Linked DNA regions of Danio rerio: regions 2, 3 and 4 are each linked to region 1. A link is a contact called in public Hi-C and HiCAR-type data. All regions are on one chromosome and are shown on one strand. Each heading gives the region's core, a stretch centred on a gene start, on an enhancer-like site or on the middle of the called end of the contact. The rest is flanking DNA. Distances are from core to core; before and after follow the strand shown. Region 1 holds the start of cirbpb (cold inducible RNA binding protein b). Region 2 holds the start of cbarpb (CACN subunit beta associated regulatory protein b). Region 3 holds the start of midn (midnolin). Region 4 holds the start of yjefn3 (YjeF N-terminal domain containing 3).

What was found. A called contact is a pair of places that touch in the nucleus more often than the background predicts. HiCAR-type assays count read pairs that join an accessible place to other places.
Region 2: a HiCAR-type map of caudal fin shows a contact between it and region 1, with 4 times the contacts expected there. The contact joins the promoter of cbarpb here to the promoter of cirbpb in region 1. A contact is called at or near these places in 2 of 4 datasets of contacts at active chromatin or transcription factors (caudal fin and embryo).
Region 3: a contact with region 1 is called in a Hi-C map of hematopoietic stem cells, with 4 times the contacts expected there. The contact joins the promoter of midn here to the promoter of cirbpb in region 1. A contact is called at or near these places in 6 of 18 Hi-C or Micro-C datasets (caudal fin, embryo, gastrula embryo and 2 more) and 4 of 4 datasets of contacts at active chromatin or transcription factors (caudal fin, embryo, gastrula embryo and 1 more).
Region 4: a contact with region 1 is called in a Hi-C map of skeletal muscle, with 3 times the contacts expected there. The contact joins the promoter of yjefn3 here to the promoter of cirbpb in region 1. A contact is called at or near these places in 6 of 18 Hi-C or Micro-C datasets (caudal fin, embryo, hematopoietic stem cells and 1 more) and 1 of 4 datasets of contacts at active chromatin or transcription factors (embryo).

What each region holds. Positions count from the first base shown.
Region 1 is chr22:18,239,637-18,242,192 of GRCz12tu, reverse strand. cirbpb (cold inducible RNA binding protein b) reads left to right here and starts at 1,274. Exons shown (of 8, transcript NR_132111.1): 1 at 1,274-1,398; 2 at 1,998-2,106; 3 at 2,212-2,318; 4 at 2,504-2,556.
Region 2 is chr22:18,491,038-18,493,593 of GRCz12tu, reverse strand. It overlaps cbarpb (CACN subunit beta associated regulatory protein b), which reads right to left and starts at 1,290. Exons shown (of 10, transcript XM_680490.10): 1 at 1,222-1,290.
Region 3 is chr22:18,450,333-18,452,888 of GRCz12tu, reverse strand. It overlaps midn (midnolin), which reads left to right and starts at 1,264. Exons shown (of 7, transcript NM_207052.1): 1 at 1,264-1,781. The coding sequence starts at 1,558.
Region 4 is chr22:18,082,739-18,085,294 of GRCz12tu, reverse strand. It overlaps yjefn3 (YjeF N-terminal domain containing 3), which reads right to left and starts at 1,290. Exons shown (of 6, transcript NM_001044843.1): 1 at 1,232-1,290. The coding sequence starts at 1,290. LOC141380303 (a long non-coding RNA gene) reads left to right here. Exons shown (of 4, transcript XR_012398126.1): 4 at 1-339.

The DNA.
Region 1 (2,556 bases), core at 25-2,524:
CGAAAGTAACAAAGCGTTTTTGTTTGTTTGTTTGTTTGTTTTTTTCAGCGCACTGACAACATTTGCTTTCCAGGTTAAACTAGCACATTCATCGTGCAAACCTTGATGGAGCTGCCAAATATCAGCTAATTTTGGGACAATGTTCCGCGGTTAGGCCTGTATTTCTGTTTTTAAGTGCAAAAAATAAATTGTTGTAGCAGTTCTTTTTTTCTTATTAAGTTTTGTTTCTCTTTTCATGTGTCACGCTATATGATATCTGTGGGTTATTTAGTGCAATAACACATCCTTAAGTTTGCATTCTCTGAGTTTTTTAGTGTAAAAGTAAATCAGATTTAAATGAGTTCCTTCAAGGACAAACTATAAATCGTGTCCCACTGTTAAAAGACAAACCTTATTCTTAATAACACATTAGTTTGCAGTGTTTGCATTCAAATGGTTTATAAAATTGATGCATATTGCCAATAATAATAAAAAAATATTTAAAAATTGTAGGAAATGTTCAAGTTTTGCATTGTTGGATCGCTTTTAAAAGATTTGGTTGAACTAAAATTTAAAATGAAAATGACATTTAATTTTTTTGTAATAACAAAGGAGGACAAATATTTTTGCAGTGAATATTAACATAGTTTTAGTCAGATATATTTAAAATAAACAAGATTAAGTCAGGAAATCTAGCACTAGCACTAATACTAGATATAAATAAATAAATAAATAAATAAATAAATAAATAAATAAATAGAAAGAAAGAAATATCTAACAAGTTGTGATATTTTTGACAGACGTGTGTTCTTCCCTACTGATGGGGTCAAAAGTAACACTGTGCAACTTTTGTTATATGAGTTATATGTTATATGAGAGTTGTTCTACATTTATACAAAAAAAAAAACACCTGATTTTGATAGACATTGTGAGTTAGAAACCATAGCAACAAAAAATAAAAATCTACTAAAAAATTTTTTTTAAAGGATTTTATGAAAAATGGTACTTTCGTCCCTGCTCTCCACTATTTCATTGGTAAACTGGAAGATGAGTTTATGTCTTCTGATTATTCTGATAACAACATGGTTTATTTATTTATTTCTGTCAATAATATAAGTGCAGTAACTTGGTCGTTATTTACCCTATCCACTGGTAACTGTAAATTCATGACCGTAAATATTACACACACCATTCATATGCGACAAAAAGCAATATGTTTCCGCGTGAGAGCATTATAACCGTAACAAAGGGATCTTTATTCATGTAAAGCCTGTGACGCGACGCGAAGTGAACCCGCCCTCATTGATCCGCAGTGACGTGAAGCCTTTAAACGGGCGCCATTTTCTGTGCTCTTTCTCATTCTGCCGCAGTCGGCGACGCGCTGTACAACCGTCCTGTGTGTTCAACAGAAACTCTGAGGTAACAAATATGATCTTTCTTGCCATGTTTTTGGTCTATACTGAAGCATTAATTTGATTCGGCTTGTTCTGTTGATGTTTAGTTTGTAATTCTGCTTTATTGTTCGCATTTAGGCGATATTTGATATACTTTCATATTTACAAGTATTTAAAATAGGTATTGTGTAATGTTCCCCGGTGTGACTACCGTTTTACCTAAAAGGTCTCAAATGCAGCATGTAAGTAGTCGCGGAATTGTACGATTTTGTGACTTTCTTTGTTCACGCTGCTGGCGTGTCGTTGACGCTAATTGCTTTCCGTGACCTAGTTCCACTGACCTACTTTTTACAAAACCGGGTTTAGCATTAAGTAATCGTTTCACTGTATTTTTTTAAAACGAGGATCGATCAAGATGTTAAGTATTGGGTGCGCTGATGTATTTAAGATTAAAGCCTTTCTTTGAAGCAAAATGGCTGCAGCACGTTGTGAGGAAGGGGGATGGTTAGAAAATGGCGTTTCCTTGTGACGCACTTTTAGGTGCGGTGTTTTTGCTTTCGATTCTCGTGTGCACGCGGTGATCTATATACTTTACGCTTTTAAGTCAACATTTTTTTTTTTCAGGTTATCATCATGTCTGACGAGGGAAAGCTTTTCATCGGTGGTCTGAGCTATGATACAACAGAACAGTCCTTGGAGGAAGCATTCTCCAAATATGGAACCATTGCCAAAGGTTTGTATTTAGTTCCATTTTACGTGTGTATTTGTATACTTTTATATTAATTTGTATATGTGTGTGTAAAATTAATTTGTAATTTTTCATTTTATTTTTTTATAGTTGATGTTATCAGAGACCGTGAAACTGACCGTTCTAGAGGCTTTGGCTTTGTGACCTTTGAAAATCCAGAAGATGCTAAGGATGCCATGGCTGCCATGAATGGAAAGGTTAGAATTTTAGCCTTTTAATGAATAAAATCTGTAATTTTGAGTGCTAAGACACCATGTATTTGTTGTAAGAGGGTTTTTGTAACGTCTATCCTTTTTTTCTGGGTATTTTTCAGGTTTAGATAAATGTTATTCTAATTTGAATTGTGCATGTTTGAGTCTTTTTTGTCGTTTTTGTTTTCCAGCAAGTTGATGGTCGCATGATTCGCGTTGATGAAGCTGGCAAATCTGGTGGACG
Region 2 (2,556 bases), core at 41-2,540, 250 kb before region 1:
TTTTTGCTATTCCAGCTTTGCTACTTTCTAGTTCTAGCAGCTACTAAATACAATAGCTAAATAATACTTTTTAATACAAATGCATGTGTTTGTGTTACTAGCAGCTTTATTTTACATATTACAAAGTATTATCATCACTACTGATCGTCAGTTAGGTTTGTGTAGCTATTTCATCATTGGTTATTAAATATTCAGTTGTAATATCAGTGGAAGTAACGTATATAAAAATCTCAATTAAATGTGCACTTTATTCAGATACTTCAATTACAGTACATCAGTTATTGCTGCTATTTTTTTAAGCTTTACGTTTCATTGGTAGACAAGTAGCAACAAAAATATTTTTGATAACATGATTTTTTTTGGTAAATATTTCATTGTTACTGGTAATAAATTGCACGTATATATATATATATATATATATATATATATATATATATATATATATATATATATATATATATATATATGTGTGTGTGTGTGTGTGTGTGTGTGTGTGTGTATATTTTCGATACTTATTATTATTGTTATTCGGTACTTATTTGAGAACAACTGTGTACTCATAATTGTATTGTTGTCGCTTCTGTTTATCCTATTCATTTTTCGTTTTCATGGTAGGCTACTTAACGACTTATTATCGATTACATTATACATTTATTTTAACAGAGATAGATACTATGTTATTGGGAATTCACATGTTATTTATTTAGACAAGTATTATTGTACTTAAACTGTTTCTGCTATTCCAGCTTTGCTACTTTCTAGTTCTAGCAGCTACTACAAACAATAGCTAATAATTAGCCTACTAGTAAAGCTGGAATAGCAAGTTGCTTAATTGAGATAATCACTGTCGCTAGTAAAACTAGTCAGTTTTTGGTTATGACTAGACTACAACACAGTTAGTTAAAATATATGAATGTTTAAACCGCTTGCCATAACAGCGTTATGTGAGCATCAATAGACGCTCGATAAACCCAAATACAAGATGGATTTAAATATCACTCCCAAAACAAAAGAGTTCAAGCATTTACAATAAACAGATAACCCGTAAAACGCAAAGTAAATCGGTTGTGTGCTTCCTCAGACCAGCAGAAACTCGTTGGCTGAAGATGCTCTCTCCACATTTCAGGCTATCATCACCCTCCAATAATAAAGCGCGATGTCATTCAAGACGCTGATCGAGGAAACAATAACTGTGTGAAAGACAGGCGAACCAAAACTCACCGAACTCTAATTCACGTGGTCCATGAGACGAAAGAGGGGAAGCTCGCGAACGATTCCACCGGTCTTCTCCTGAATTTGGGCTTTAAAATCTTTTTGTATTTATGAATGAAGCCCCCCGTTAAACACACCCACTCGCCCGTCGCCCAGTGAGAGGCGCAGACTGTGACGTCAAAAGTGAGGTACAGCGTTACTTATCACAAGTGTCTATCACGCCCTCGTCCTCTCATGATGTTATGGAAATGAGGTAATCCCCCATTTGAGTCAGTGAAAAATCTTCAGAAACGGGCATCCCCAAGCGGCCTGGGCGCAGTGCAGGTTTGGAAGAACATAGGCTATGGATCATACTTAACATAAATATAATAGCAGAGTAAATTGTAGGGAACAATTTTTTATTATTTAATGTGAATCATTAATAATTTCAACCTTATTTTATACTGGAAGGACTGTGAGAATGAATTAAATTCGTGCAATGGATATTTTGAAGTGACATAACGCCCCCTGCTGTTTGTAACGATCATTACACCCTTAATTTAGTCAGTGGGTTTTTCTCATTCAGTCATTCATTTATTCATTTTTCTTCGGCTTAGTCCCTGGGTCAGGGTTCGCCACAGCGGAATGAACCCCCAGGTATTTCTCATTGTTTTATATATTTCTTTAAAAAAAAAGGTTAGGTCCCTATCAACGTTTATTTTACTAAACACAAGATGGCTTTTAAAGATGGCCATAAATGAACATAAATTAAATTATTATTTATATTTTAAGAAATTACTATTTAATTTATTTTCTTTTTAGCTTAGTCCTTTTATTCATCAGGGGTCGCCACAGCAGAATGAACCCCCAACCTATCAAGAATGTTTTACACATGGATGCCCTTCCAGCTGCAACCCAGTGCAGGAAAACATCTATAAACACATTAATTCATACACATACACTACACGTCTAACTGTCAAAATGTCAGTTAGACCATACACTAAATGTCTTTGGAATCTTTATGTATAATTATGGAGTGTATTGTGTGTGCAGATGTGTATATATGTATAGAGTGTATCATGTGCCCATATTTATAGTGTGTATATGTATAGAGTGTATCATGTGCCTATATTTATAGTGTGTGTAAGTGTAAGGGGTGCATCATGTGTGCGTATGTATAGAGTGTATATATGTATTGTAAGGGGTGTATCATGTGTGTATTTGTAAGGGGTGTATTGAGTGTGTATATGTATGGGGTGTATAGATGTATAGAGTGTATCACGTGCCTATATTTGTGGAGTACATATGTATAGAGTGTGTATATGTAAGGGTTGTATCAAGTGTGCCTAAGTACATATAGTGTGT
Region 3 (2,556 bases), core at 15-2,514, 210 kb before region 1:
ATTTTAGAAATGTAAAATAAAATGCATTGAGTGTGTTAACTAGCGACATTAGGAGTTAAGAAATGCAAGGCAGTGATAGGGTTAAGACAACAACAACATACACGTGTTCAACATGAATTTCTTTAATAAATTAATATTTCAGTGACATTCCTGATTTTCTGTCAGTAAAAAGGCTCTAAATGACAATATTTTTATTTTAAATTTGCGAGAAGACCTTTTAAAAATAAAGCCATAGCTGTATAAGTCCAGTCAGGAGCGGATTTAACCAATAAGCAAGATAAGCGGCAGCTTAGGGCCCCAGGAAATCTGAGGGCCCCCAAATAAATACCTAGAAGTATAAATTACTCCTATAAATTATATTTAAATCATATTTTGTATAACAAGTGTGTCTAAAAAAATAAAAGTTTAATGTTTATTATATCTGTGCAAATGTATCCCTCAATCATGGAGAAGTCCAGCAAATTAGGTAAAGAATTACTTTTAATTTTCAGAAAATAAATAATTTAAAATGCTTACGAGATGCATTACATGTTGGTATTATTTTTGCATTAAGAAGACAAAATGTAGAAAAAGAAAAAAAATGCAAAATAAATCAATTAAAGTACAAAATGAGCATTTTAGAACTTTTGTTCCCCATGGCTGAAATTGCTTGGGCCCCCAAATCACTAAATCCTAAATCCAGAGGAAGCATAATTGTCAAGTGGTTTTTAATATGTTTCCATAGCTGTATATAAAAACTACAAATCCATAAACTCTTTAGCTTCAGCAAAAGAATGTCTACCATTAAATGTCAACAAATATGCAACATTAGCTACACACGAAAAGCAAGGTGACACAAAGTATTTTTGCTGTGTTTTGAAAATAGACCGCGCAGTGTTGCTGTTTAAACATTCAAGGTTATATTGGGTGACTTTTGTTACTTTGACAGTTTGCCTCATGAATGGTGTGGAATTGGTAACAGTGGGCTGGAACTCCAGGACTGGAGCTCGTCGCCCACTCAGATTGGATTTGTCCTCAATGAGGAAAGCGGTGTGGGGGAGAGAAATGAGGCGGTGTTTGCGCTCCACGTGGGTGAGCAGGCCGTCCTCCCGTTGGCTGTGTATATGACGTCACCACTAGCCCCTCCTTTGATTGGGCAGAGCTTTTGTGGGTGTAATCATAGCGGCACAGTGGAAGTGAGACACGGTGAAACAACGGGCATTATTATGCGTGTTTCACTGGAGTTTCTCTCCGCGATGAGAGCTGCGCTTTAAAACATAGGAACAGATATAAAGAAATATACATATATAAAGAAAAGAAGGAAAGATCGCGCTGGTTTTTGCAGTACACTGTCAACGACAAAGGACTACACTTGCAGAATATGCATTTGAATGCACTATCGGAAAAATAGAATTAAAAACTGCTGTATTTGAAGATATTAATTCGGGGGATCGCCGCAGGATCCATCACCAAACGGGAATAATCATTGGGAATATTTTTCCAATAGCTTTCCATTGAGACACCCAGCCCTATCCGCCCGCTTCCATCGACCCTGTCTCCTCTATCGTAGGCTATCGAATGGACCAGCATCCGAGCGCCCGGAGCTGCAGCAGTCGCGGAGCTGCGCCGTCCTGCGAGAGCGTCTCCGGCGAGCCCCCCATGAATTTGTACATCCACTCCACCACCGGCACACGCTTCGAGCTCTCCCTTCCCGCAGAAGAGACCGTGGAAGGGCTAAAGCGAAGACTCTCTCAAAGACTGAAAGTACCCAAAGAAAGACTCGCTCTGCTACACAAAGAAACGTGAGTAGTGGTCTGATGTGTTCCTGTTAGATTGCACGGGTTAGCTGTTTTAACAATGAGCCGGTCAGAAGGTGGCTTTGGCTGGGTTTCCTAATGGAGATTTTTTTTAGCCATGCCTATTGGCAAGCCGTTTTAGCATTTATTAATTTAAGCTAGTATGTTTTGTATGTTTTTTTTTCTTCTTATTAGTACTTACTCCAGTAGTGCCTATAGTTTGCCTTTCTAACTCGCTGGAAAAAATTCACAAGATAGCAGTGTTTATTCACTAGTTCTTATCTATTAAACATTACAGCATTTAAAGGGATAGTTCACTCATGACTGAAAATTCTGTCGTTATTTACTCACATGTTCCAAACCTGTTTAACTTTCTTTCTTCTGTTGAACACAGAATAAGATGTTTCGAAGAAAGCTGAAAACCTGTAGTAATTGTTTTCCCTATCATGGAAGTCATCGGTTGGTTACAGGTTTTCAGCTTTCTTCGGAAATCGCTTAGGGGTGAGTACGTTTTCAATTTTTGGTAAATTATCCCTTTAACTATTGTTGACACTGATAGTCATTCTAACTGTTCACTTCTGACCAGCTAATATCTATTCCAGTTTTAATAGCAACTCTTAATTTAATACTATTTTATTTTTAAAAATGAGTCATTTTGACTACTGACATAGTTATCAATTCCAGTGTTATACCGTGACTACCAATGAAATAATAATCTCTAGTATGCAAGGAGTAAGCAGTTGCTGACTATCTGAATACATTGTCGTCACTACCGGAACAA
Region 4 (2,556 bases), core at 41-2,540, 160 kb after region 1:
CACTGTACAATAATTATAAGTAGCTTTCCCAGTACTTGGGTTGCAGCTAGAAGGGCATCCGCTGAGTAAAACATGTGCCAGAATAGTTGGTGGTTCATTACGCTGTGGTGACCCATGATAAATCAGGAACTAAGCCGAAGGAAAATTAATGAATGATTGAATTTTAAATAGCAATCCACACACAAAACGGGACAAACAGCATGGCGACCTGAAAACCCATCTTTTTCCAACCCAGGGTTGTCAGTCTTGGTATCGGCGTCAATACCTGACATCAATAAAAGAACACAGGGGCCATTAACACATACAAATCCCAGGATATACACTACAAATCAGTATGTTAAATAAAAAACTATACAAAACAATGCCAATTGTTTGTGTTCTCACTGTGTGATGAATCCATACAAAATCAACATTTTTGGGGGTTTAAGTAACAGTAGAAACATTAATCTCCCCTGAATTCACGCCGTTAAACCTCAAATCCTTAAATCCTATTATTCCGTACTCCCTTAAAGTGTATAATTTGCTTCGTCTCTTGCCGACCAGTGTATTCTAAACACCGTGGGCTGGTGTGAAGAGCTTCAAGGGCCTCTTTTGCCAGGAAAGCAAACCTCATGCCGCTCAGGCTCATGATCAAAACACCATTTGTTCTGTATCGTTTTTATAGAGATTCTCCAGTTACACTCTGCTGAATCAGTATCCTACAAGAATACGAGGCACTTTGTCAGATGCGAGATCGAATTAGACACTTTTATAGACTGATAATGTGCTCTGACAGATGCCATATTTCACTCGGATCAGAAAACAGGCGGCCTCCTGCTTGTTTAAAGAGCAGATCTTTGGCTGTGATGTTGCCATCACAACATCCAGCAGCTAAAATGTCACATCACCTTCACCGACATACCTAAATCACTCACAAACTGCTGTAGAGAGACCTGAAGTGCAGCGTTTCTTTCACCTGTTTGCTGCCTGCATGCCAGGTTATTAAAGCACGTTGATCTTAATCAACGTCCCTTAGTTTGGCAAACAGGAAAGCTGGGAGGAAATGAAGTTAGATGCATTTTCTTTAGACAGTAAGGGATATTACAGCCATCCGTCTGTGTCCCAAATTACATTCAGTTAGACTGAAGTAATGATACAAACAGTATTCACCCTTATTAAGATGCATTTAAACACAAACTGCTACTGCTCACATTATGAGGCGTAATAACAACAAAAAAAAAACATAGCATACCTGAGGTAACGCAGTGGCTCTATGGTCTCAGGTTCTTTCTCGTTGGAGCTGTGGTTCATCTTGATTTATTCGGCAGCGCTTATCTCTAGCAACAGTCACCCTCTTATTGCTCTTTCTATTCTCACTGTGTGTGCCCTGCTTCAGTCTACTGGCTTACTGGCTGATAAAACCAGGCTCCACGCGTAGATCAGCTACTCTTGCTGGAAGTGTCAGCCAATTAAGAGGCAGGGAGACACCGGGAGTGCCGTCTGATTGGCTGAGCACCCCTGATGCTGGAGAGCTCAGTCAAGCATAAACCGCATCCCTTTCAGATGGAGCATCCTCAGTAGAGGAGCGTGAATGTGTCTATTTTGATTTGAACGCTTATTCATCATGGAGCTGTTTTGGCACATTATCTGTGTAATACTACTGATCATGCATATATTCACGTGTTGAGCTGTTATTATGCAAGGTCTGAGCATTTTGACAATAATTATCATTTATAAGACTCATAAACGGAGATGCTGCTAGCATACAAAGCCAGCAATATTATATTTTAAAGTGTTTAATTTTGTTATAAATATGCAGGGTTTAGTTCATTTGCATTTGAAACGAGCAACAAGCAATGTTTTACATAATGTAAAGTGTTCTAAACTGGATTAATGGAGAGTGATATAAATTAGCGCCACACTGCCGTTTAGAGGTCATATCGCGTCTCTGCAGGCATAAAGTTATTCTGTTGGGGAAATAAACGTAGTAAATTAGGCTTGAGTTTGAGATATATACCCAAACATGCAACTAATTAAAGTAATGAAGAATATAATTTCAGTACTCACTATAATCCTGATGAAAGTGTTATGACGTCACAATAACACCAAAAGACTCCATAAGATGTGATTTTACTTAACATATTGGTATTTATACTATTAAGATATCTGTGAAAGCGATTATCGCTAATATTGAACGACTTTTTCACATTTTAAACGACTGAAGAACCATTTTGGTCGCTCTGAAATCCGATCACGCGGAGAAGACCGTTTCCAGGCTCAGACAAAATGAAAGACGTAAACGGTTGGTGTGAGGGAAAGTGTTTACCGGCAGTGTTGGGTAAAGTTACTTTTAAAGTAACATATTACAATGTTCACAGCAAGAAGGTCGCTGGTTCGAGCCTCAGCTGGGTCTGTTGGCATTCTGTGTGGACTTCGCGTGGGTTTCCTCCGGGTGCTCCGGTGTTATGCCGAGAAACACACCTCTGCCGCAAAATGCACCCTCTCATAGACTTTTATTAGCATTCTCAGTCGACATAAATAAATAAATAAAAGGTCTTAGTTTATTAAAACGTAAAA